Linked DNA regions of Hordeum vulgare: all the other regions are linked to region 1. Evidence: chromatin contacts called from public Hi-C data. All regions are on one chromosome and are shown on one strand. The core of a region is the stretch at or near the end of the contact, and the rest is flanking DNA. Distances in the headings are between cores, read along the strand shown. Region 1 holds the start of LOC123407445 (pheophytinase, chloroplastic). Region 2 holds the start of LOC123407522 (protein MICRORCHIDIA 1-like). Region 3 holds the start of LOC123407791 (transcription factor bHLH144-like).

The links. Hi-C and Micro-C count contacts between places; a contact is called where the count stands out from the background.
Region 2: a Hi-C map of seedling shows a contact between it and region 1, with 4 times the contacts expected there. The contact joins the promoter of LOC123407522 here to the promoter of LOC123407445 in region 1. A contact is called at or near these places in 2 of 6 Hi-C or Micro-C datasets (seedling and an unstated tissue) and 1 of 1 datasets of contacts at active chromatin or transcription factors (embryo).
Region 3: a Hi-C map of seedling shows a contact between it and region 1, with 1.8 times the contacts expected there. The contact joins the promoter of LOC123407791 here to the promoter of LOC123407445 in region 1. A contact is called at or near these places in 3 of 6 Hi-C or Micro-C datasets (leaf and seedling) and 1 of 1 datasets of contacts at active chromatin or transcription factors (embryo).

Annotation. Positions count from the first base shown.
Region 1 is chr7H:484,381,148-484,384,931 of MorexV3_pseudomolecules_assembly, reverse strand. LOC123407445 (pheophytinase, chloroplastic) reads right to left here and starts at 1,983. Exons shown (of 6, transcript XM_045100582.1): 1 at 1,684-1,983; 2 at 545-1,220. The coding sequence starts at 1,192.
Region 2 is chr7H:484,165,700-484,169,483 of MorexV3_pseudomolecules_assembly, reverse strand. LOC123407522 (protein MICRORCHIDIA 1-like) reads left to right here and starts at 1,791. Exons shown (of 21, transcript XR_006612626.1): 1 at 1,791-2,006; 2 at 2,092-2,181.
Region 3 is chr7H:484,599,871-484,603,654 of MorexV3_pseudomolecules_assembly, reverse strand. LOC123407791 (transcription factor bHLH144-like) reads right to left here and starts at 2,052. Exons shown (of 3, transcript XM_045101010.1): 1 at 1,789-2,052; 2 at 1,520-1,693; 3 at 1-218.

The DNA of each region.
Region 1 (3,784 bases), core at 734-3,233:
AACATTCACCAAACAAGATGTGTTAACGATACATCATTTTTCTTTCATTAAGAATTAGTGAGCACCAAAGAAAATTTTCTTTTTTTTGAAAAGGAGGGTGACCCCCAGCCTGTGCATCATTGCGATGCACACAGCCATCAAGCATCAAAGAAGATGATCACATAGTGTTTCAACTGGGAGATTCGCGAGTAAGCAAGAACTCAATTATGCAACTATGACGAGTTTGAATATACATGATATTTGGGATTCTTGACCAGCTCACCATAACAACGTTTCCACAAGTCTATGTATAGATGTATAGTACTAAGAAAATACGTACATAATTAAATTGTTGTGGAACTCCATTCTTGGTATCTGCTACCACTTGGTGATCTAACAACAAGCACTCGTGATGAAAGTAAAATAGCTAACTTGCTCTCTAAAAAAAACTTGCTAATTATTGCAGGACTACCGGAGAGTGCAAAGCACAGGAAGATTTGTTAACGTGAAAGACATATTAGCAAAAAGAATACTGGATTAAACAACAGATATTCCAAAATGGTACCTCCTCAATGAAATGCTGGACCTGGTCACGCCACAAGTCTACAGAGTACACCAATTCATCTGCCCATGGTTGCGAATCTTGTCCAAAACCCCAATACGATTCCTCATCATCCGCCCCTGCCGTGGCCTTAGGAGCAGGGTCTTCCGACGGCAATGACATTCCCTGTCCTAGAAAATCCATTGTCCACACCTTGTAATCACGTCCAAGATCCATCAATTGCTTCTCAAAATGGAAGGTGCCCACTCCAAAACCTGGTAGAAAAAGCACCGCTGGCGCCTTGCTATTCTTGGTGCCAGACTTCTCGTAGTATACCGTCAGCTTCGGCCTCCACTCCCACATACCAGTGCTGATTTGGGAACTGTCTGGCCCTTCTGGCAGACCAGGAATCGCCACTTTTTCGATCTGGCCTACCTTCTTGGAGATGCCCTGGAGGGCAGCATCGACATCGCTTACATCGAAGCTGCGGCTGACATGAAGCTTTCCTGAATCACCTGGATTTGAAGCTCTCCCAACACAGAGCACTGCGCTTTTCTTTGGCCGGGTAAGATTGGTATGCCGCGGACCAAGGCCAGTGCCCAGGAACCTCCGAGCACTGCTAGGTGTTTGATGAAATGCCAAGCAAGAGTGGCTGGAAGAAACCACTTCCATGGCCGCTTCCGTAGCTAGCACACTGGTTCTGCAACAGAGTAGCGAACAAAATTTACAAAGTTGCTCCGGAATGAAGAATTCCACAGTCTATATAGTCGGAGAAATGAAAGCTAATACTTTTGCTGGCATATATGAGAGATCCAGTGAAGTTGATTTATTTATTTTGAAAAAGAGATCCAGTGGGATTAAGCTAAGGCCTTCTTTGGTTTGGAGGAATTTTGTAAACAAGGTTCCGAAACAACACTTAGGTTCAGCAGTTAACTGAATCCGACCCTGACGAATGACCAACTGTACGCAACTTATTTCAGACAAAGAAAGCAGGATGAATCGCACCAGATTGGCACCATTTTCTTTGCACGAAAATGGTACTGTACTAGGAACAAGCAGGGGCGGACCTAACGTCAGACTTGGACAGGGTTGCTCACGTGAAAAAGAAAAGACCAGAAAAAAGAACTCGGAATCGACAGCTGGAGCAAGTTAGGGTTCGTCACCAGCAAAAGGAGTCGGCCCAGCTCCGGTTGGATCTCCACGCCACGGCAGCACAGTAGAGCGGAGGAGGAGGAAGAACACCTTCCAGTTCTAGGTGGCGTACTTCGGTGCCCGAGGCTTGTTCGGCGGAGGACGGAACAGATGTACTACTACTAGTAAGTGGCGAGGAACGAGGGGGGTGGTTTTGATCTGGAAGGCCTCGGTGCACCATCGACTTCTTGCGTTCAGATCACTCCTACCGAACTCATTTTGCGTCCGGGTAACTCCTACCTCCGCTTGTCTTCTTCCACCTCTCCACATCGAGCTCATGGCTTTTCCCTCGACCACTCGTTCTTCCCGTTCTCCACGGAGACACCCCACCAACCCATCGGAATATCTGGTGGACGGCTCGGGGTGGAGCCACCTGTATTGCCGCGCATAGTCGTGCACGTGTTCTGCACAGGTCATTCACAGCCACACAGATGATTCCACGGTCAATACTAGTATCTCCGACATCTGAAATACCGAGTATCCCCAAAAAAAAAATCTTAAGCCTCCTTTGAATTGGTTCATAGTGTAGGAGAATAAATGAAAAAAATTCAAAGAAAATGAAATGCATGTATCTCAAATTCTTTAAACAGGATTAGGAAAGAAGATATTTTGTGGTTTACATCATAGAATGTTTTTCATTGAGTCTAACCTAATGTTTATTTTTCTATGAAATGTGGAGGATAGAAAGAATTTCTTCGTAGTAATATGATTCTATTCCTACCAACCAAAGGGCTCTAAACAATTTTTTTCTATAAAAATTATATCCTATGAAATTTCTATAAAATCCCTCCAAGACAAAGGAGGCCTTAGAGCATCTACAACTCGGACACCTCAAATCCCACTCATACGCCTGTGCGAACACCCCGGTCAAAAAAAAACAATCCATATTAACGTGTCAAACCGATTTCAAACGTGTGGACTCACCGATACCCTTCATATCCGGTTTAAATATGTGACGGAAATACACAGGCTCAAGTGTATCCGTCTCGCCGGACCCGGCCCACACTAACCCACCCGACCCGTATATTCGACCCCATCCATTTCTGGAAACCCAAGTCACTCCACTCCACTCCGCCACCCAACCTCCCGTCCGGCAAACTCCGACCTTCGCTAGCATGGTGGGCAGCGTATTTGAGTACTACACCTCCAGATCCTTCGACCCCGAACTCATCACACGCCGTCGCTGGGAGGATGTTGGAAAACGTTGCATGGGAAACAAAAGTTTCATACGAAATACCCAAGATCTATCTATGGAGATGCATAATAATGAGAGGACAGAGTGTGTCTACTTACACTCATAAACCATTAAGCGCAAGTGTATATAACGTGGTAGATGTAGTCGTACTCTTCATGACCCAATCGCGATCCAATCTGATCCAGCACCGAACGGACGACACCTCCGTGTTCAGCACACGTGCGACTTGATGACATCCCCTCCTTCTTGATCCAACAAGCGAAGGAAGAGAAGTAGATGGATCTCAACCAGCATGACGGCGTGGTGGAGAAATCCCGGCAGGGCTTCGCAAAGCGCTACCGTATATGCGATGTGAGGAGAGAATGGAGTAACGGGGGAGGCATGGCTGCCATCGGGGCGTAGGGATTGGTGTCTGCAGCCCTCCCCTCCCCTCCACGATATATAGGAGGCAAGGGGGAGAGGGGATGTTGGGGATATTATCCGCTGCATGACCCGCCCTATTGGGCCGGGTCAGGTTCATGGCGACTCAACCCTTGTGATCCAAAGATGGGTTTAGACCCGGAATACAGAAGGCATTGAGTGATCTCCAAGCGAAGAGCCGGCCGGGCCCAAGAGCCCACATGGCGACTCAGAGCCCAAGAAGAGAAAGACATGTCATGGTGATTCCTTGCTTGAGAGACACGACGGCTTAGAGATACATCAGGTCACGACTTGTGATACAGTTTGGACTCTTGTAAACCTAGGGCCTCGACCAGTTTATAAAGACGAGTCTCTAGGGTTGATAGATTTAAGTTACAATCTATCGAGAGCTAGGTCAGGCGAGTTTCACACCTTTGTAATCGATTCCACCATCAATATACACAAAGCAGGACGTAGGC
Region 2 (3,784 bases), core at 542-3,041, 220 kb after region 1:
CTGCTAATTAAGATTTACTTATTTGGTAAGGTCAGAACAGATGAGGAAAGATTTTCAACAATAAACAACGAAAATATTTAAGACTTAACATAGAAACAGTCGCGCTCAGTACCATTCAAGAACGGGATCCTGGTCTCAGGGTGTGAAGCAACACACTGCAATTGAAAAACAAAAAGTAAGATGAAACTGAGGGGAGAGCACGTACTAAATTCTACCGTGGTCAGGCATACTACTTTTTTCCCTATAAACAGAGGAATTGGGAGCAAGATATGTGAGCAATCCGCCACTGCCTCTGGCCGTTGTTGAACCCCTTGCCGGCGCCGCCAGCCGACGAATCTGACCTTTCCCTTGTTGGATCCGGTCCACCACGAGCCTCAAGCCACCCTGCTGTCGCGCTCCTTCTCCGCCTTGCCGCCGGCGAGCCCAGCCGCTGCCGCACAGATTTGCAACAAAAGTCTCCCCGCTCTTTGACCCAACTTGATCCGGAGATAGGGGTAGGCGCGCCAACGGGGCAGGCGGTGGTGGCGCGTGGTGAGGCGGGGAGGGACATGGCATGGCAGGAACGCACCGACGGTGGAAGGTCGCGAGCGCTGGCGGGGTAGGTGGCGGCGGGGCGCTGTGAGGCGGGGTGGGGTCGGGCGTGGTCGGAGGTGGCGGCGGGCTGGAGATGGGATCGGGAGGCACGGGTGGATTCTTTTCTCTCGCACGCACCGGTTCATTGACTTATTTGGAGGACCGCGGGTTAATTAACTAAAAGACCAAGGGCTTTTTTGAAAAAACGCTGCGACGTACGGCAGAAGCAGTAGCTGCTTTATTATCAGGGAAAGATCTAGATTAAATAGGTACTTTTCTTTTTTGTCTTACTGAAATACATGTGATGCATTAACTCGACCAAATCTTTATTGAAACCATGTAATGCATTAGTTCAATCAAATCAAATCTTGTTAATACCTTAATTAAAATAATTTCTGTTCTTGTCTTCCCTGCACATATCCAAATCAAATTAAATCTTATCAAAATCTCTACTATATCAGAACTTCCATTATCTTCCCTTATCCATAGTCAAATAAAATCAAATCTTACCAAAATATACAATATGTTGGGTGTAAGGTATATGTCGGACACAATTGATGTTGAGCTAGTAGAAATAGAGCGAGAGTGGGCGGTTTTTCTTCTTTGAAACCAAGGACACCTTTGGTCAAAGGATTATCATAGGAATTTTAAACGATTAGAATCCTTGGGACCTTTTTGTATGTTGGTTGTTTGATTCATATAATTGAATCCTGTAAGTTTTTCTAAAAAAAATTTTAGGTACTACGTACTTTCATAGCATTTCTAGCATCCACTCAAACCTCCGTGAAATACAATCAAACAAGCCAAAAATTTATACTTCCTCCATATCTAAATATAAGTCTTTTAAAATATTTCACCAGATGTCTACATACGGAGCAAAATGAATGAATCTATACTCTAAAGTATGTCTATATACATCCGTATTTAGTCCGTTAGTTGAACCTCTAGAAAGACTTATATTTAGAAACGGAGGAAGTAGAATTGAGATGAGTATGACATTTCAATCCTACTATTACTTATATATTTTTAGAATCCTGCGAATTAAAGAGGTTCTGAGTGGATTGGGGGAGGGGGCATGCCGTGTGTAGAGTTGGGCAAATACTCTACATTCCATCTAACGGTCGGAGGAAATTAATCGGACGGCTGGCGCCCAGCAGACGCCTAGCGGCTCGCAGCCTTTTATTTACGCTGTTCGAAGGGAGAGAAAAAAAAAGTTGTTTATTAGGGCATCGCGTCCCATAGCAACGGCTGGGCGGCGGACTCATCGGCGAAACCTCCCCGGCGAACCGACCTAAACCCTAACCTTCCAATGCCAGCGGCAATGGCCGGCGGCGATGGCGGCATGGGCAGTGGCCCTCGATCCCTCGATTGCCGTAGCTTCTGGAAGGCCGGCGCGTTCGAGGCCCCCTCCGCCGCCGCCCGCGAGTTCTACGGTCCGTCTTCTCGCCCTCTGGTCATGCTTTCGTTCCGCGACTTCGACGTGGACCACTTTGCTGATACTGCTGGCCATTGTCGCAGACGTGCTGGAGACAGGGGACTTCGACCGCGCGCGGGTGCACCCGAAGTTCCTGCACACCAACGCGACCTCCCACAAGTGGGCGTTCGGAGGTTGGTGCCCGTCCTCCTCTTGTCCTTTCCGTTCCATTGTTTATTTTGCTTTTGTGGTGGTCGAGTAAGTGGCGGGGGTTGTTGGGTTTTTTCAATAAGGGTGAAATTGCTGTTTCAAATTGAGGGGGCAAGCATTTAAATAAAGGAAATTAAGAGAAGATAGGCTTGTTCGAGCAAATGGGGGCGTCAGGTAATCGGAAGTATGATCCTCTACTACTTTGGTGGGGTTATGCATATTGCACTGCAAATCATGTTGATGTTAATTTTGTTGGATCAAGTGATTCTCTGTTGAAGGGGATTTTATTCAACTGTTCCAAATGGATGGTGTACATTCATAGTTTTGTAGGATGATTATCGGCTTTCTGGCTTTGCTCCTTAGAATTGCACGTACACGTAGTTTTTCTTTATCATCTCGATGACTCTCGAGAGGATATATAGTAACTTCGTATTATCTAGGCTGGTGGCACCAACTGATGTGATATCAGTACATGTTTTGCTCTTTAGATCGGATAGACGGAGACTACATATGATATGTCTTTATCATCTCGAGAATATATAAAATAATTTTGTATAACCTGGACTATGGCAATGCAAGATGGGACAATAGTTCTGTTATAACCTATGCGGTTTGTGATGCTAGCTGGATAAATATGGTATCTCCAATTATCTAAAATCACAGGATTCCCATGCGCAACAATCATATTTTCGTGCTTACTCCTCAAGTGCGAGGGCGCTAAGCTGACTGCTCAGTCAACTGTGTGCTTTCGAGGCTAAAGTGCTGAGCATAATGGATGTTGTTGGGACCCGACTCAGCTCCACATGCTTCGATATGGCATTCCTCACCAGAGCACATCCTAAAATGATTCATTTCTACTCCCACCCAGCTCCACTGTTTCATGTTCTATGGTATGTTTGTGAGACCATCTGTCGATGCATATTCTTCACTCCAGCTTATTGCGGCCTCAGGTTTACTCTGATGTGACATGGGCATGATCACTCTGATTGCAATGCTGTTTTCCTGTAATGTGCGGTCCTTGGATCCTCTCTGATGGCATCGAATTCCATGAAGCAGTTGTTCTAGTATAGGCTCTTCTTTTCTAATTCCCTTGCACATGGGCATGTTTGTATATTGTCTTTTGATGCATTGAAAATGTTAGATGTCCATTCCAGCAATCATATCTCTCCTCTCGTGGCAACTTAGTTGAGATAATTTAGTTTCTCTGCTCTTACCTTTCCACCGCTTTCCCTAGCCTATGATCATCAGTTTCTTTTCAAATTCTATTTAAACACAGATAATAAAGCAAACACCATGCTGGAACTATTATTGGAAATAATATATGCTGCTCTTGTTATTATTTTGTTTACTTCATGTTATATTTACATGTATAAACTTAATCTGAAGTCTAAGCTGGTAGCTATACTTCTAAACTCAAAACGCTTCCTGATTACCGGTTTGTCCATTCAGTGCTATTGCCTTCAGTAAAATATATTGTGCTTGTCCATCTGAATTTAGTGCTTTTATATACTAATACTAAATAACACACGCTACTTACAGTCTCTCCTTTGCTCTTCGTGTTTAAGGAAGAATGTAGTTTGGTGACAA
Region 3 (3,784 bases), core at 803-3,302, 220 kb before region 1:
ATTCAAGGGAAATGACAGGTGTTGCTTTCGAAGGGAAGGAAAACGAACAAGAAGAATTCAATGGTGGTTCGGGTTAGCTGGAGCTGGACTTTCTCAGGTTCAATTCAAAATTGATTCGGTTAGTTTAAGGCTATTTTGGATGGAGTGTCTGGTCGATGTGGTGGATTCTGTGGTGGAATCTACGTCACGGGCTTGAGCAGCTGGCGGAAGTATTCGGCCTGCAAGCAGGAAGGCAGTGGCAAGATACGTTAGTGAACGATCACGATCAGACAGTCAAACATAAGTTACAAAAGAAATGGAAGCGCAAACATGAGTAGTAGTATGATGGAAGTGCATGCAATGTATGACCATGACTTATGATGCATCTACTTGTTCTGAAGCGTGGCGAGATTGCCCAGCGTGAGAACAGAGCAAGATGAGAGCAGAGCGTGGCAGCGACTAGTCTTTGAGAGAGACTGAACATGAATGCATACATGCACGAACAGAACAGAGTAGGCGACTAGCATATAGCACTCGTAAAAAGCAAAGGGTACTTGGCTGCAAGTAATGATCATGGTTGTACAAAGCGTACTGTAGTACACTAAAACATAGCACAGGCCAGCCATCCCACTCGATTCTCCAAGGGAAATGCCCTAATAGTACCAGCAATGTGGGTATCTAATTCTGTTTGCCGATACTTGCAACTTGTTATTACTGGATAAATCTGAACTTACATGAACTATGGCTACTGTTTCAGTACGAAACTACGATACTGGAACCAGAGGAACTACAGAATGTGCTGTCTTTTTTCCATACAATCCGAAAAATGTAACTACAGAGCGTACTGTAATGCGAAATTAGGATTCACTGGCGTGTCAACTGGCATTATGAATCAAACGAACTGTTTTATATTTCATGTAGTACCTTACGATCTAGTACTGCTAACTGTTTTATTTTAACTATGTATATATGTCAAGGAGTACTGGTAGTACGCTAGCAAGCGAACAAGCGCACGAACATGCTCCCCTGTGTGAGGCAGAGAATACAAAACCAAAGCAGCGGTGTAGTACTACTAGTAGCTGCAAGCCTGCAGCTCCCATCTTTTGTCGACCAACAAAAGAAAAAAGCAAAACAAAAAGACAGTGCTTGAAAACGCCATGTCTTTTTCTTTTGACCACTAACAAGCCACTTTGTCAACACGCCCGTGGACGTCGAGTTCCGTCAAAACGCGGGCGGGCCCCGATCGCAAGCTTTGCTGTCTGCATGCAACAGCATTCGGGCCGGCATTTCCTTTCCTTTCGTATCAAACACTAACGGACAGCACCAATGAGAGGAAAGTTGCTGCTTATCTACAACTATACTAGAAGATGAGATGATGCATCATGATTCCCGCTCCCACTACTGATGCTCAAAAGCTAGGAAGAAACCAGCAGGAAGAATTAATCTGAAGCTAAACAAGTAGCAGGAGTAGTAGCAGAAAGAAGAACATTGTAGCAGCAGCAGCTTACTAGTTTTTCGGTGCGGGAGGCTCTGTCCTCACCTGGCAGACCTGCGTCAATCTGTAGTAACACGCGACGGCGCCACTTGTCATAACGATCGCGTCAGGCCCGTTGAACCCAGCTCGCATGTCCTCCCGGAGCGCTGCCTATCGGCGGAGCGGCGGCGATGATGATCAGAGGACGACGACATGGGAGAACACCCACGGCATCCTACTCTGCATCATCAAACGGAGACGGCATCAGGTCAAGGCACTGCGCAGCAGAGCAGGCGAGCGAGAGATGTAGTAATGGCGATGGCTTGCGTGGTTACCAGTCAGTGGACGAGGTGCGTATGGTATGGATGATCTGGGTGGATGGTGGAGAGCACAGCAGGAAGAACAGAGCGGGTGGATGGATGGGTGGATGGGTGGAAGGCGCGGGGTTTTATACAAGGGACGATGAAGCGGGAGCGGGGGGCGTTGGATGCTCGGATTGGTGCGTGCGTGCGTGGGTTGAAGCCTCTCTCCGTCTCCCTCTCTGTATTGATTCTTTTTTGCCTTGCACTCCTTTTGAGTAGATACATACGTCCAGTACAGAGAGGAAGGGGGAGGAGGAGGATGGCGAGCAGTGATGGAAACGAATGAATGAATGGGGGCGGGGGCGGGGGCGGGGGGAGAGAGGGAACGAAATTAATGAGGTGGCGTGCGCACTCGATGGGTTCGTGCTCGCTGTGGGTGCGCGTGCCGCTTCCCACCGCGCCCGAGCCCTCGGACCGCCCCGCGGCCCACGCCGTTTGCACCATGACGCGCGGGCCCGGGGGAGAGGGGCGGCCCGCAAGTCTGTGACAGTAGTAAGGCCACCGCACGGCGGTTGAGAGAGAGGAGGAGAGGCCCCGGTCGGTCAATGGAGGTGGGCATCGTGGCAGGGCAATCCAAGCACGAAGCAAGCCGAGCCGCATGCACGCACGCACGCACGCGCCCGCCATTGAGTGCATGCACGAACGGGTGGCGCGCCGTCGGATCGGGATCGGGCGGCGGAGGGGGCGGGCGCCGTCGGCGTGCCCGCCGCGGCCATCGATCGATGCTGGCTAGGGCCGCGTCCCGTCCCCCCGGTGGTGGTAGGGTAGGCGCCGGCGGGGCGGGGCGGGGCGGGATAGTCATGGCGGCGCGCCGGGGCGGCCGGGGGGACAGCCATCATGGCCAAGGAGTACTGGCAGCGGGGCTTGCCCCGATGGACCACCGGACATGCGAGATTACTCATCGAGATACTACTTCACGTGCTGTCTCCTAGTGGATTACACTCGCCTCGCCCCCGCCCTGCTTTGCCAATTGCGATTTCCTTCTGGTTTTGCTTCCGTTCATTCATTACAAAAGTCGTGACACACTGCTGCTGCTGCTAGTTCAAATCCAAGTAAATTCCATTGCTTGGTAGCGTAGGGAATTTCGGTAGTAGAAAAATGGGGCGTAGCAAACGGGTGATCGACACACATGCCCGGTAGAGCATGATAGCCATGCGACATATGGCACTGGCGTCACCGGGGCGTCACTCGGCCCGCGCCGCCTGATTGGTGTGTGCGGAGGCCCGTGCGACCGGAGAATCATGGGCGCCACCGGAGGCAGCCGCTGGCAGTGATGGTGTAGCGGCGCAGGGGAACGGCCCGATGCAACCGCCATTATAGGCCATCAAACGCCCTGCCCTGCCCTGCCCTGCCCTGCCTCGTTGCATCGCGACGCAGCTCGACCGCCCTCTCCTCCTCTCCTCCTACTACGTACGTACTACTCCCGCTGAAAGGCGGGGACCCGCCCTAGACCACGTCCAGGGCGCACACTCCACGCCGTAGGCGCTCTCGTGTCGGGGGAGGCGCGCCGCGCCGTGGAGGCCATCATCGCCGTCAAATGCCATGATGCGCCCGGCCCCCGATCGAGCGTTCGCGTCACGACGGGGGCCGAAGACCGCCATGTCGTCCGTCCGGCATTGGCTTGCCGACTCGCTCCAACGCCGGGCGCAGAGCTCCGATTTCCTGCGTAGGTAGAGTTCTAGTACTACTAGCCAGCACAGCCTGTCAACGCAGCGGGGCCGGCTTCAGGCACGACTGTACGTGAATTGTTTCGAGCACCGGGCGCGTGCGTGCATGAACTGCGTCCGGCCGACTTTCGGAGTGACTTGGATTCACGTGCTAATCATTGACTACCAAACGTATTTGCAGTGAGATTTCCGCAAGTGCTGCCGTGTAAGTAATCTCAGCTATCACTAGTACAACGTCTCAACAAACCACCAAAGTACGCATGGTCCTTGTAGGAGGAGTTTGGGGGCATTTTGACGACGGA